Linked DNA regions of Sus scrofa: regions 2 and 3 are each linked to region 1. The links are chromatin contacts, called in public HiChIP or PLAC-seq and promoter capture Hi-C maps. All regions are on one chromosome and are shown on one strand. Each heading gives the region's core, a stretch centred on a gene start, on an enhancer-like site or on the middle of the called end of the contact. The rest is flanking DNA. Distances are from core to core; before and after follow the strand shown.

Evidence for each region. Promoter capture Hi-C pulls out the DNA fragments that hold promoters and counts their contacts. HiChIP or PLAC-seq counts read pairs in DNA pulled down with a chosen protein or histone mark.
Region 2: a contact with region 1 is called in a promoter capture Hi-C map of fetal skeletal muscle, with 5 times the contacts expected there. The contact joins the promoter of ATAD1 here to the promoter of RNLS in region 1. A contact is called at or near these places in 1 of 5 promoter capture datasets (fetal skeletal muscle) and 1 of 2 datasets of contacts at active chromatin or transcription factors (alveolar macrophages).
Region 3: a contact with region 1 is called in an H3K27ac HiChIP or PLAC-seq map of alveolar macrophages. The contact joins the promoter of KLLN here to the promoter of RNLS in region 1. A contact is called at or near these places in 1 of 5 promoter capture datasets (fetal skeletal muscle) and 1 of 2 datasets of contacts at active chromatin or transcription factors (alveolar macrophages).

The regions. Positions count from the first base shown.
Region 1 is chr14:100,603,401-100,606,303 of Sscrofa11.1, reverse strand. It overlaps RNLS (renalase), which reads left to right and starts at 1,351. Exons shown (of 8, transcript XR_002338669.1): 1 at 1,351-1,583; 2 at 2,379-2,484. LOC110256749 (a long non-coding RNA gene) reads right to left here and starts at 1,326. Exons shown (of 4, transcript XR_002338671.1): 1 at 1,103-1,326.
Region 2 is chr14:99,884,079-99,886,981 of Sscrofa11.1, reverse strand. ATAD1 (ATPase family AAA domain-containing protein 1) reads left to right here and starts at 1,478. Exons shown (of 12, transcript XR_002338606.1): 1 at 1,478-1,870.
Region 3 is chr14:99,927,487-99,930,389 of Sscrofa11.1, reverse strand. It overlaps KLLN (killin), which reads left to right and starts at 1,503. Exons shown (of 3, transcript XM_021073704.1): 1 at 1,503-1,586; 2 at 1,956-2,144; 3 at 2,147-2,903. The coding sequence starts at 1,503. The coding sequence ends at 2,719. PTEN (phosphatase and tensin homolog) reads right to left here and starts at 334. Exons shown (of 9, transcript NM_001143696.1): 1 at 18-334. The coding sequence starts at 96.

The sequences.
Region 1 (2,903 bases), core at 102-2,601:
TATACAAACTACTATGTACAAAATAAATAAGCAACAAGGATATATAGCACAGGGAAATATAGTCATTATTTTTTAATAATAACTATTTAAATGGAATGTAATCTATAGAAATATTGGATCACTATGTTGTACACCTGAAACTAATATTGTAAACTAACCATATTTCAATAAAAAGTTTATCTAAGATCTTATATGAGTGTTAAACTTTAACCTTTCATATATGCTCCAGAATTTTGTTCACTATTTGTATTTCATCTTGCATCTTTTGAAATTTGTAAATGATTATGTAGTCAGTGTTTTTCTGTTCAGTTCAATTTTTATGCTCAGTTAGGTTTTGTTTTTTTCTGTTTACAAATGTCTCATTGATCTATATCTTCTAGTTCTATTATCTTTGATTAGATACTTGTAATATTAATCTATCACCAGTTTGATGCCTGGTAATTTCTCCCTACTGTGTACATAAAGTAAAATTTCATTTTTTTTAATGTTTTTGTTATAATTGGCTATCACTGTCACCTTTCTTATAGGTCTGATAACTGTTTAGTTTCTCTAGTTTTCCAGGTAATAATTTATCTGCAATTCAGAGTAACTGAATTTTTAATTTTTTAGTAGTTTAGTCTTATCCTTGCTTTTTGTTGTTTCATTGAGAATTTCCACGACAATGTTAAGAAAAAAATACCAAACTAGCAGTAATGGCATGAATCCTTATCTCGCTCACCCTTGTGTCTCTTACATTTGGAATGTGATTTTACATAAAACTTAGTGTTTACTTGAGACTAGTGATCTAAAATTTTCTGATGAACTGAATATCTTTAATTTTCAACAATTTGGAATGCAGACATTTTTTTTTTTTGTCCCGCTTTGGGGTGGAGAAGTTGAGGTTCAAAAAATTTATATCGCTTACACACAGCCTAAAGGTTACTTTAAGCAAAATCTCTTCAAAAATCTTTTTGCTATTTCGTGAATAGTGGCCCTTAAGGCCCTTGAAGAAAGCAGGCTCTGGCACGCTGGTCTGTTCCTCTCCTCCCCACCTTTCAGACTCAGAATATTAAGCTAATGAAGGTTCCACAAGGCAGAGACAGTAAGTAAACCTAGCAGTTACCTTGGATGGGTCCCTTGCTGTAGTCAACACCAGCCCTGTGGAGAGGCGAGGTCTCCCACTCTAACCTACACGATTTAGGTTTTCAGGGGCGAAGTGGGGGCGAGGGTTGGGCGGGAATTCACACCCTGTCTTAGAAACCAGCCCCTGGCCCTCAAAGCAAAGGGAAGACCAAGGTTTGTTGGTCTTCAGAGCTGTTCATCCTTTCAGCCCCGATCGCCTCCTCTCCGCCCCCTGCAGGCAGGCCGGGAAACTGTTCAGGGGCCGGGTCGGGCCAAGAGTGCCGGGTGCAGAGAGCTCTAGCCCGCTGGGCTTCGCCGGTTCCAGAGTGCAGGCCGGCGGGCCTCGCTGCGGACCCCGCGAGCTATGGCCCGGGTGCTGATCGTGGGTGCGGGGCTGACGGGAAGCCTGTGCGCTGCACTGCTGAGGAAGGAGGCGTCCTGTCCTTTACACCTCTCTGTGTGGGACAAGGCGGGGGACTCAGGTGGGTCGTCTCCAGGCCCAAACTAGGGGAAAAGGAAGCCGGCGGGCACCGAGGCTTCCCAGGGGGCGCTGGGCCTCCCTCTGAGTAAGTCTGTGAAGAAAATCCAGCAGCTGGGCGCGCTCCTGGTCACGTGATTGGAGACTTCCGGCTCCCAGGAAGGCCGGAGAGGGGGCGCGGGTGGGGGCGGGGCGGCGACCTCCGCGGGCTGGGGGCGGGGTGGGAATACCCGGCGCCTTAGCGGCGGCCTGCAAGGGCTGGGAAAATTCCTGACTAGAGTTTGCCTAGCCAGCGCCTGCCGCTGTCGCTAATAAATGCACTTTTATCTTGGCCTTGGCAGCTTTCTGCAGGTTAAGAGGGTCCGCACGTGCCCGTAGACTAAGACTTTTGCGGGAGATCCAGTTGACAGAATCCTGTCACTCTCCTGAAACCTGACCGCAGGAGTGAAAGCGTTTGTTGATTCGTTCTGACATTGCATTCATTATTTTGCTTTGTTTCCTCTGTTCATTCATTCCTTTTATTCAAATCAGTAAATAGATGCAGGGGCTGAGCATTGCTGCATTTTTCACGTGTTCTTTAAAAACAGCGACAACTACAACAACAGAAACCTCACAGGGATAGAATTGTCTCTTAGCTATTTACTGACAATGTTAGGTGACAAAGCCTTCAACTTAAAAAAACAAATGCCTTCTACTACAGCTGTAAAATAATCCTCTTGTGGTAACCTGGAGTGAACAGCTTTAATTGCAAAAGGTTCATTCTAACGCACTAAGACGTTTTCCTGGGGATTAATTCAAGGGGGAAGAATGACTACAGCCAGCAGTGCCCATAATCCTCAGAGCACAGTCGACTTGGGTGCCCAGTACATCACCTGCACTCCTCATTTTGCCAAAAAACATCAAAGGTGAGTTAGTTGAAAGGGGTGGAATCAGTCATACTGGTTGTATTATGTAAAAAGATACAAATCATCCATTTTTAACAGGGCTAAACTTTGCCTCCTGTAATGTAGTGAAATGATAATACCATTGCTGATCATATTAGCAGTAAAAGGTTAGCCTGAGTAAAGTGGGAAAACTGTAAAACCTTATACAGTTGTTGAGAAGATCAGATGAGATATTATAGGAAACAGAGTAAGGGCCTAATAAATAGGAGTTACTATGTTGATGTTGAGGGAGAGGACAAAGAGATGTGATGGCAGTCAGTCCTAACCAGATTTAAAACTGATGTTCTGAACACCATTCTGTTTATTTTCACTGACTTTAATTTTGAAATATATGAGAAAATAGACCTTTGACTAAGATCAACAAAAGATCTGTGTATTCT
Region 2 (2,903 bases), core at 229-2,728, 720 kb after region 1:
GGTCTAGTACTCTCAAACTAGCTTCCTATCAATTTTTGGGGGGAATTTTTTTTTAATGCTTGTAGACACACAAATATGGACCAAAAGGCATGGATGTAAAACATGAACCACTTATGGTATTAGATTCCATTCTGATTATCAGTTAATCCAAACACAGTTTTTAAACATTCATGCATTCCTGTCATTTCATCCTCACCCTTTAATGTCTTAAGATTTTTTCACTTCATGGTCTTACCTCTTTTACCCAGATTTTAAAATTTAACTGGTATTAAATTATTATTTCAAAGAGGAATATAAAAGTATAGGATTTGAATCAGATCCAGGTCTCAGTTTTGAAGATCTGATTTTTTTCTTCTTCTTTTTTTTCCTGGCCATGCTCCTCACATGCAGGAGTTCCAGGCAGGGATCAAACCCTAGACACAGCAGTGAACCTGAGCCATAGCAGTGACAATGCCAAATTTTTAACTGCTAGGCTGCCAGGGAGCTCCTTGGGTAACTTTTTGCCACTTGTGAGGTGCATGAACTTAGGCAAGTTTCTCTCTTTAAGCTTTACCATTTGCTCACCTATAAATAATAAATAAAAAGTGACTATTCTATTTTATTTATTCATTACTTTTTTTCCTTCTTTTTTCAGCCTCACCCTCAGCAATGGAAGTTCCCAGGCCAGGTACTGAATCCCAGAAGCAGCTGTCACCTATGCCACAGCTACGGCAACCTGGGATCCTTAACCCACTGCGCCACAGTGTAGCTCCATAATGGTTATTTTAGATGATCCGGTGTTTTGAGGAACTTAGGTTAAGGATGTACAAAGAAGCATATTGGCTGACACGCAGTACACATTCAGCAAACTGTAGCTATTATCCTCACTATAGTATCACCCCCTTGTAACAAGGGTAGCATTCACTGAATTCAACAATCGGGCTGCAGAATTTTAGCCTTGAAGGACGCTGCCTAAGGCAGAGAGGCACAAACTGTCTTCCTGGGGAGGGTGGTAAAAGGAACCGTCTCTTTGCTTCATAGTCTCACCGCCATCTGAAGGAAGTGATGCTTCTTATATCTGGGGGCAGTGTCCAATGTCGTCTCACCCCCCCCCCCCTTGCAGTCTGTGTTCAAGAGGCGCTGGCTTTCAGATACGGTCCCTGGGGACCTCTTGTGCCATGTCTCTCACTCTAGAAAGGGGAAGAGGTAAAAGAAAAAGGGAAGTCACCGCAATGCAAAACCTGTTACCAGATGCTCTATTTTGTCCCGACTACCAGCCCTGTCTGGGTGGGCTGCAGAGAAGTTTCGCAGAAAGATTTTCAGGCGCCACCGCAGGTGTTTGCGCAGACGTGGGGAGGAGGGTGAGCTCACCCTAAAAACTGAAAGACAGATGGTAAGGGGTAGGGGGTTGGGCTTGCGCGTCAGCGCTTTGGCTAACAAACGGAATAGCAGCCAGAGGGTTTGCACCCAGGGTAGGGATGTAGGGAGTGAAGGGCGGAAGTAAGGTTCCCGCAGAAGTCAACTTTTTTTTGCGGGGGGAACAGAGCACTTCTTTGCACGTTCATGAAGCCTCCCGGATTTGCCAGAGTTGCAACTGGAGCCCTAGAATACGGTAGGTGACAACCACTTGCCTCAATTCCATCCCTAAGACTCAGCAGCAAAACTCAGGCAGCTCACCCCAGCGTACAGGACACTCGACCTAACTCCAACGGAATTCCCCACTGCTACTGAAATCCGGAAACGCGCCCCCTCCAGGCCATCGGCCGCGGGTGGCGCATGCTCGGTGCGAGGGGGCGGGCCGCGGCTGCCGCCGGAAGCGTTCTTTCCCAGATGGCTTTTGCTTCCTGTGTGCGGCTCTCTGGTTCCTGCGGCCGCTGTTTCTATCCTGGGGGTGAGTAGCGGGTTTTTGCGGGGTGTCGTGGGACAGGCAAAGGGTCTGGCTGAGCACTTTTGGAACTAGCTCGGATCTAAGAAGCCCAGCTGGAAAGGTCACCTCGTCTTCTTCCCATGCCCCACCTTAGTGCCGCCTGCCAGCTTCCTGCAACCTTTGGTATCCAGCAGATTAACCTCCAAGGGCGTCCCGGGCCTCGCTTTGGCTTCCGGCCCAGCCTAGGCCTTCAGGTCTCCGTTAGCACTGCCCCCAAGAGTTACTTAGGACATTTCCAGGGACTCTCTGGAGGCAGTCGGGACCCTGCGTGGGCATGAGGTCGTCCCGGACGACCTCAGAACCGTGGTCCTGGGCAAAGGAGGTCAGAATGAGCCGAGTGTGATTGTCTGCAGGCACTGCTACTACCTAGTACAAAAGTGGAGATGTTACTTCAAGCCTGAACACGCTTTCGCAGAGGATGGTGGTGTTAACTAATAACCTGTCCTGTTTGTGAAGGTTGTCAGGCTTTCATTGTCATAGGCTGAGTTTATAGGGCCTTGGTATCTGGGAAACTGGGATTTCTGGGCTTAAGAAAAACTTTGTAAAACACTGCTGTGAATTAGAGAAATGCTATAGTATACTCTACTCTCGGTTCTTAAACTGTCACTAAACTATTCATTGTCGGGATGGTACGATTTTTAAGATTTTTACCCTGAAATGGAGAATTCTTTAAAGTGAAACTGTTTGGTATCATATTTACCTAACAACTCTGAATTAGTGTTTTGCCATATTTCTTAGTTGTACATGACACCGTCCATGTTTATGTGCAATTTGTGTATTTGTTGATCTATATGTTTATACAAAATTGGAATATAGTCTCTATTGTTTTACGCACATGCAGCTTCTATTATTTTATTTTGCTGTAGGTGTTATTACTGTAACGGCCCTACATTGTAAGCATACCATGTTTTATGAATGATAGATAAGTGTACAGTGAAGTTTATGCAGTTACAACCTCCAAGTAGTTTCAGTTTCATTTCAGGATTTTGAAGTCATT
Region 3 (2,903 bases), core at 254-2,753, 680 kb after region 1:
GCCACAGAAATGGATACAGGTCAAGTCTAAGTCGAATCCATCCTCTTGATATCTCCTTTTGTTTCTGCTAACGATCTCTTTGATGATGGCTGTCATGTCTGGGAGTCTGTGGCTGAAGAAAAAGGAGGAGAGAGATGGCAGAAGCTGCTGGTGGCGGGGCTTCTTCTGCAGGATGGAAATGGCTCTGGACTTGGCGGTAGCTGATGCCCCTCGCTCTGCTGCCGCTTGGCTCTGGACCGCAGCCGGGTAATGGCTGCTGCGGCGGCTGCTGGATGGTTGCAGCGACTGGGCCTGCTTCTCCTCAGCAGCCAGAGATCTGGCAGCGGCGGCAGCGGAATGGGGAGAAGACGAATAATCCTCGGAAAGGCTGCCTCCTCCGGCGGCCTCTGGAGCCCGGGCCAGGGGGGGTGCGGCGGCGGCGGAGGGGAGGTTTAAAACCGGCCCGGGTCCCTGGATGTGCCGCCGCCGCCGCCGCCGTGTTGGAGGCAGTAAGAGGGGAGAGACCAACTCTCCGGCGTTCCCAGCCCTGGAAATGATGACAGGCGACTCCGACCCCCTCCCCGGAGCTGCAGCCGCCGCCGCCGCCGCCGCCGCCGCTTCTCCCCCCCGCTCCAGGAGCGGGAGGTGCCGCCGCCGCTCCTCAGCCGGCTCCCGCCCGAGCCCACGGCTTCCACCGTCCCTTTCAGAAGAAGCCGAGGAAGAGGCTGCACGGTTAGAAAAGAGGACGAAGAGGAGGCGAGAAACGCCGCCGCTGCCGCCGCCGCCGGCCGGCCGGCTCCCCGAGGGCGCTGCCCCCGCGGCTGCTCACAGGCGTTGAGAGGGGCTCTGGGCCGCGGCCGCCGCCGTCTCTCATCTCCTTCGCCTGAGCCCGGTCTCGCCTCACAGCGGCCCAACTCTCAAACTTCCATCATGGCTGCAGCTTCCGAGAGGAGAGAACTGAGCGCAGCCGCGTCCCGGCTCCGAACGGGTATCCTGCCGCAGTGCACAAAGAGTCCCGCCACATCACCGCCCGCCAGCCTGCCCGCCCCCTCCGCCGCCGCGCTAGGGGCAGGGGCGCCTGGGAGCCCGAGGGGAGGCGGGAGGCGGGAGGCGGGCCGGACCGCGCCAGGGGAGAGACGCGCAGGGCAGGGCTGGGGTTTTAGGGAGGGGGCAGAAGCGGCAGCTCTGGTGCGAGCGCCGAGTCCCCAACCTGCTGGCGCCACTGAGCATGCCCAGTATGACTGCCCGGGGCTCGCTCGGGCTTGTTCCGAGGCCCCCTCCTGAAGCTGCACTTGCTGCGGCTGCTTCTGCAGCAACGCAGGGTGGGGGGACGAGCTGAACCATAGCCTGTGCCCAGCAACGCAACCCGAGGCAGAATAGGCTGTTGCGAGCGAGACAGGGGGGTTAAGGTGAAGGCTGAGGCAGGTTCTTTGAGCAGTGTCACTGACGCGAGTCTGAGGTTACCTGTGCACAGGTGGGAAAGACCAGGTGACTGCGCTGGTAGTGTACCGGGAAGCGCAAGGATGGTCCCTACAGCGAGGACACCTCTCCCCTTGCCCCCAGATTTCCCTGGCACGGCCTGCAACCCCCCGTCCTTTTGCACCGCTGTCGGATCACAATCGTTCGCAGGGATTTGACTGCAGCAGCCTCTGCCAAAAAATCCACCTATCCCCCACCCCCACCCGTGTCCTCAAGGTGTCAGTCTTAATACAAAGAATCCCCTATTGTGTCTCTAGTGTGTATCACCTCATCCGGCTCCCTTGCATCGCCCCACCTCCCGCTTCCCCGGCAACCTGGTTCATTTGCCCTAAAATTGAAAGGTCCAGCAGAGCGTGCTGAATATGAACACATCGCCCCTGAATTTCTAGATCCCAAAGGACAAATGTCCAGGTGAAATGAAAGCTGATACCCGACGCTGGGATGCACCCCAGCCCCCTGGAGAGCAGAGAGCATCTCTCCCCTCGGGGTTCCAGTAGGGTTCACCGCGTCGAACTGAGCCAAAGACTCCTCGCCCCGCCCCCTTTTGGGCCGCTGTGAAAACCTGGCTGGCTGGATCGCCCCGGGGCCCGGTTCCGCGCTCCACCACCCGGGCGGAGACTCGGGTTGCTGGGCCGGAGAGTGAAGTACGCGACGGTAGGAAGCTGCAGCCCCGGCGAGTGGGCGGAGCCGAGGAGACCGAGGAGGGTTCAAAAAGAGGTGGAGGGATATACGGGCCACAGTCGGAACTACTTTCAGGGGGAGGTCACGTGTGATCCTAGTTGGGGAACTTTCCAAATTCCCACTCCCATTTGATAACTCCAGAGGCAAGTGTTTCGCTTCTTTTGCCCAGAGGGCTCCCGCCTTTCAGAAGCAGAGGGACCCCAGAGCCTCCTGGGTCTTGGTGGAAAGACAGGTTCAGACGAGCCTCCCGCTGAAGCGCTGTCGGGACTGGAGCCTGAGGAGCTGGTTACACAAGCACCCACATCCAAGCACGTGCCCCCGCCTCCCCTCGCCTTGGTCGCTGCCGTTGATTCTTGCAAATCTTAGAGCGAGACTTCCCAAACTGGTCGCACCCTTCGCCTGCTACCCCCAGAGCAAGCTAGAGGCCGGAAAACTGAGACTCCGCGTTCTAGATTCCCTAGCACCGCGACTTCTCAAACCCTGGGGGTCTGGAGCTAGTACACTACCCCTTAGGGCGAAACTTTCAGGTACTGTATTCTTGGGGCAAAAGGGTATCTCCGGGCAGCAGCCCGCTGCGTGAATTTAACGATGTTGCAACAAACTTTGTCACTGCCTCTGAGCTGGTGAGCGTGCCCCACCTACTGTAGACTCAGCCAAGTGACTTATCTGGTCGGAGAACCTAGTCAATGGCCTTCAGCCCAGAACAAACTTGTCAAGTCTGCTTACTTGGGACTGATAGACCTATCCCGTGAGGGAGCTGATTC